Linked DNA regions of Mus musculus: region 1 is linked to region 2. Evidence: chromatin contacts called from public Hi-C data. All regions are on one chromosome and are shown on one strand. Each heading gives the region's core, a stretch centred on a gene start, on an enhancer-like site or on the middle of the called end of the contact. The rest is flanking DNA. Distances are from core to core; before and after follow the strand shown. Region 1 overlaps Sh3d19 (SH3 domain protein D19). Region 2 holds the start of Sh3d19 (SH3 domain protein D19).

The links. Hi-C and Micro-C count contacts between places; a contact is called where the count stands out from the background.
Region 1: a contact with region 2 is called in a Hi-C map of cortical glia, with 1.7 times the contacts expected there. The contact joins the enhancer-like site here to the promoter of Sh3d19 in region 2. A contact is called at or near these places in 2 of 39 promoter capture datasets (the 3T3-L1 cell line and 3T3-L1-derived adipocytes), 12 of 484 Hi-C or Micro-C datasets (cerebral cortex, cochlea, cortical glia and 7 more), 4 of 115 datasets of contacts at active chromatin or transcription factors (embryonic forebrain, embryonic stem cells and neural tube) and 3 of 9 other capture datasets (adipose tissue, liver and pancreatic islet).

What each region holds. Positions count from the first base shown.
Region 1 is chr3:86,113,519-86,116,218 of GRCm38.p6, reverse strand. Sh3d19 (SH3 domain protein D19) reads right to left here. Exons shown (of 22, transcript NM_001082414.3): 16 at 1,302-1,432. Among named protein-coding and RNA genes, the nearest start is that of Gm25188, 14 kb to the right of the region's middle. Within about 2 kb of position 1,373, at least 67 of the 459 cell types and tissues checked have an H3K27ac peak or open chromatin away from gene starts, as enhancers often do. A contact at or near this core is called in adipose tissue, cortical glia, forebrain and 2 more, where this site is marked.
Region 2 is chr3:85,969,660-85,972,403 of GRCm38.p6, reverse strand. Sh3d19 (SH3 domain protein D19) reads right to left here and starts at 1,286. Exons shown (of 22, transcript NM_001082414.3): 1 at 980-1,286.

The sequences.
Region 1 (2,700 bases), core at 124-2,623, 140 kb before region 2:
TTTGTGCTAAATGACCGTCTACTAAGCGCCAGGCATTTCATCTGGTTGCTTAGTAGAAAGCAACCAGGAAAGCTGTGTTGGGATGAAATCCTCAGCCACAACCACGCAGTTGAAAACTACTTAAGATTGTGAGGTCTGTATCAGATCAGTGCCCTTTCTGATAAATCCTCTAAGTTTGGTGTTTTAAAACAATTTTTTAAACTTGTGCGCTTAGGAATAACATTTATACCAATAATGTGGCCGACTGGGGGTGATTGATTTCAGTGTGGGAAATGTGCTTTTTAGAGCACCGCTCCACTGAGCAGAAGAGAAATGAGGAGGGGTGTTCAAACTTACATTACTCTTAATATTAATTTAGAGAACGTGGCTGCAGGCCTGGGAAGGACCAGGCCGCATCTGCACTGGGCAATATTTTTAAGACTTACATTTCATAATCCAAGAGGCTCAGACTCTTTCTACTTGAAAAATACAGATTTTCTGTAATACCTAGATTTTAAAAGTTTCTGATGTAATGGAAAATTATTGTTTTTTTTTCCCCCTCCAAAATAAGCTGTTAACGTTTAAGTTAGTTTTAGTGCTATTTCATAGTATCCATAGGTTATATTAGGGAGTGAATCATATTTTTCCTATTAATACATGTGTTCAAAGAGCAGTCTTGTTTTGTCCCTATGTTTCACAGCTACTCAGGCTTAGCAGGAAAGCCTTCAGCATACTGGAGTGTGTTCACAAGTTAAGCTATTAAGGGCCATACAATTTTGACACTTCAATATAATTTTCTCCAGTCTGACTTGAAAATATTATGTGAAAACAATGGACTACTCCCTCAGGTGTTCTGGTTCTCAAAATGACGTGGTGCCACACGCCCAAAGAGCATCCCTTCGAAACTGTCTGTAGCACTAACTCATGTTCACTAAATGTCTCCAAGCACTAACACACATTCTTAAGTGCTGAAGAGCTCTCCGAGGACGGGTGACTGACAACTGATACTGTTTCGTTGGAGCATGGTGGTTCCAGCAATGTGTACCTAACGGAAGACAGTGAGTCCTCCACTCCCAAACTCTGGCAATAGCCAATCGGTCAGCAGTAACAGGGTCACTGCTGAGATCTTACTCCTTCATAACTGAATGCTGACAGAGCCAGTCTGTGTGAGAAAATATTCACTTAAAAAATGTCCAAGTGTCAAATGATCCAGAGAAGACAGAAAAGGCAAATTCAAGACTGTAGGCTTCTAGTTTCTCTTTCCCATCTGCGTGTGAGACTCACTGAATGTGTGGCCAAATAAAATAAACAAACCCACTTACAATGACTTTGACGTAATTGGCAGGAAACACGCCAGTCTGGTTCCTACATTTCCCTCTGTACCACTCTGCATCTATTTTTTCGAGAAGATAAACAATCTCTCCAGATGTGAGACTCAGATCGTCAGCTTGCTCTGTAATACAGAATTAGTGACACACGATGAATTGCCCCAGCTGCACATGTGATTAAAGCAGAGAACAAAGTTGCATTGAGATCTGTCCACAGAGGCAGGGTGTGCATTCGGCTGCTTCTGACAGACTAGATTATACTGATCAAATTAATTTTCCCATGCAATTATATTTTTAAAATGTGATATTAAGAGATTCTAAGATCAGATTAGATATGTCTACTAAGGGAAACAATTTTTAGAACCACCATGGTCCTGGCCAGAGATTCCTACTGCGCCAACGTAAATCTTGCTGCAAACACATCCAGCATTGACAGATGTTTATAGACCTGGCGCGATACACTTACCACCATTCCCAGTCACCCGGAAAAGCCATTCCAACCTCAAATATTAACTAGGGAGTACTACAGATCTTTAGGAAGAAAATTTATCTACACCAAAATAAAAATCAATCTGCCAAGTATATATAAATAAGTTGTAAATAGTTTTTTGTTTTGTTTTGTTTTTTAAAAAACATTTGTAGCTTTGGCTATGAAGGAAACTTAAAACGATTACAAAAATCTAATTCTTTGATCTCATAGGCAGGTGGTGGGTGACACACATATTAAAAAACCTTTTAAAGAGTCAAAAGCCAGGTAATCACTCATGGCCTCCAGCTAAGGGCTGAAGAAGTCCTCATTTGTCTGTGGACCTCCACACCAAGAATCAAGTTGCCAATTCAATAGGCCATTTTGTATCAGAAGGTCAATTATGAAGCACCTAGAATTTTTTAATGATAAGAACATATTCTCTGGGTTCTGTTGTGGCCCAGATGATAATTTTTTTTTCTATTGTGGGTTCTGTTCCCCTGCCCCCCATTCCAGAAATTGGTTTTGATGTACCCAAGACTTGTTTTTCAATAAAGGAAATAAAAATCTCTATTTTTTTAAAAAAAACCCATTTAAACACCTACTTTACTTATTAAATTAGAATTAACTTCATTACAACGCTAAGCAAGCCAATGTTCTATCCTGAGCCCCTAAAGAATGTTATTTGAGCTAAAACTTCATCACAGACTTAAAGATAAAATGATAAGCAAAGGCTACTTTCCATTTGTATGAGGGATCTGCCATTCCTTTTTTTTTTTTTTAAAGATTTATTTATTCAATGTATATGAGTACACTGTAGCTGTACAGATGGTTGTGAGCCATCATGTGGTTGCTGGGAATTGAACTCAGAACCTCTGCTTGCTCCAGCCCCACTCACTCTGGCCCCAAGATTTATTTATTATTATA
Region 2 (2,744 bases), core at 37-2,536:
TTTGCTTTTATCCCATTTTCTGCCCTCCAATTCCACAGACCCAACTTTCTCCTGGTGGTCACACAGAGGAGCCTCTCCATGTTCCCTTTCTAAGAAGGCTCCAGTCTGGTGCCTGGATTTCCCATGACTCTTCCCAATCCCTTCACCTCTTTATGCATCTTCTAGGTTAATTCTTCCATCCAGTTTCAGATAACTGTGGTTAACCAGCTGGCCTAATAATTTCCTCTCCATTACGGTTACATTGAAAACCCACCCCAGGTAAAGGGAAGGAGGGTGGATCTACATTTAATTTTATACTTATGCACCAAGCTATTTGATTCGTGCTTCGTTGGTGTGTCCCAAAACAAGATCTTAAAGGTAACTAACTATAGGCCCCCAAATGACCTCCATCCAAAAGAATTCCCTTCTCCAATACTACATTGGGCACTCCCGGTTTACAACGGGGAGGGCAGTTGCAACAAATTAACTCTCCAGCAGAAAATCAGCGCTGTGGGGGAGGGAAGGAAGGGACTAGAGGTCCGAAGTTCACCGGCTGCTGAAACAAGACTTGATTCAGCATGGGCACGTGGTCTGACCAGGTTGGGGTGGCCCAGGCGAAACCGTAGGGATGGGTCGTGGTCCAGAGAGAGATAGACGTAGGGCATGGCCTCTGACTCACCTACAGATAAGTAATCACCCAGCCACAAGTACCAGCCGCCTTGGATTTAGTTTCCACGGAAATTTTGGAGTTTCGGCTCCAGGGCCACTAACAGGTAAAAGAGACCAATCTGAATTCTCTCAAAAAGGAGAAAAGGAGGCTAAGGATAGAAAGGCCACTGTCCCGCCCTCTCGCCATCAGGAGTTAAAGGTGTCAGTCCCCTCCAGGCAGCATCGAGAGCAGCTGCCGAGCTGGGCAGGGCATGAGTGGGCGCGGAGAACCCGGTCCTAGATGCTCCCAACCCCCCGTGCGCCCCTGGTCCCCGCGTCCCCCGCGTCTCACCTGCAGCCGAGTGGCCCGGGAGCGCGCGGCTCCGGGCGCGGCGCGGGCCCCCAAGCTCGCGGCGCTCTCGCAGCTCTTCCTCCTCGTCCTCCCGCCGCCGGCCCTCAGCCATGGGCGAGGCGCCGCCGCGCAGCCCAGGGACGGCGGGCGAGCTGCGGGCAGCGGATGGCCCTCGCCAGCGCGCTCGGCGGGGAAGGAGGGCTCCACCTGCAGCGCGGAGCTGGGGCGCGGGCTGGGCCGAGCTCCCCGCCTTCTGGGCACGCACCGGCGGCCTGCAGCTCCTCGGCAGCTCGCTTCCCGTCCGGTTCCCTTCCCCGCCCCACAGAGGTCCAGCCTGGGATCGGGCGGGCTCCCGACCGGCCTCGCCTCCTCGGGGAGGGGTTTCGGGCTGCTGAGGCCGCCCTCCAGCCGCACAAGCTGGAAACACCCCCACAACCCAAACAGACGTGCACAAAATAAATAAAGGGGTTGGGGAGTTGAGAGAGAGAGACAAGGAGGCTTGGCCTCTTCCTGCCCTTTCACAATATTCCAGAGTCAACAGGAAACCCATTCGCTTGACACTTAAACAAAAGGGGGAGGAACCGGTTCCTAGGCGAGTCTTGGAGAGATGCACAAACTGGGAGAGGCTGAACTTCACTTGGGGCACACCACCTAGAGTTGAGTCTAGACTCTAAGAGATCTCTGTCTCTCTGTCTCTGTCTCTCCTCTGTCTCTCTGTCTCTGTCTCTCTCTCTCTCTCACACACACACACACACACACACGTCTTAATTTGGCCTGAAACTCCTGATCATTCTGCCTCTTAAGTGGTGGAATTACAGTAGTATGCTACCATATCCGCCCCCCCCCCTTATATCACCCCTTAAAAAGTACCTCATTAGGGAATAGGTTTTTTGGTATTACTGTTTTCCTTTTTTGGTAGTCAAAGTACTCTGTGATACATGTCATAAATTAGTTCAAAGGCACAGAGTGTGCAACAGCAAGGATGAGCCCCATGTACGCTATGAACTTTGTGGGCGATAAAGATGCGCCTGGAGCAGGATTAAGTTTATTAGTTGTAACAAATGTGCCCCGATATGGAGGATGGTGGTGAGGAGGGAAGCTATGCATAAGGGGGTCAGGGAGAGCATTTGTACTTTCATTTCAGCTTTACCGAGAACACAATACTGGTCTAAACAGTACAGTCTAATTTCTTTTAAATACTAGGTAGGACTTGAGGTTGGGGGAGGGGGGTAGAACAGTTCCCCAGTTTGGGTGAAGCTTATCTCTGGCACTGTAAAAAATAAATACATAAACAAATGAATAAAGCCTCCCAGTATTCAGTTAATTGAGGGTTAGGAGAAGGCCACCATCCCTAGAAGTTCAGGGAGAAATGTGTTAAAGGAGTTCCATACCCAATGATTTGTAGAGAGGTGATTTGGCCAAGTGGTAGGAGAGCTGGCTCTGAAGTCAGAGGCTGTAATTTGAGGCACTTAACTGCGGGACCTACCCCCTGCACACTGCTCCAAAGCTGGAAAGAGCAATGTAACAAAAGTCATTGTACATACCTATCACACACAGCTAAAGTTCTGTAGGTGCACATACATAATTTCACACCGAGGGACAGATTCTGGAATGTCACAAAAAGATACTGAAACAGCAGGCAAGAATGCTCCCTTAGGAAAGGGCTGTGTGGGATGAACAGGCCTTTATCTGCAGCCTCTGGCTCTTGTTCTGAGAGCTTGTGAGAGCCCCCAGTGTTCGCAGTGCTGGAAGAAGAAAGGAAGAG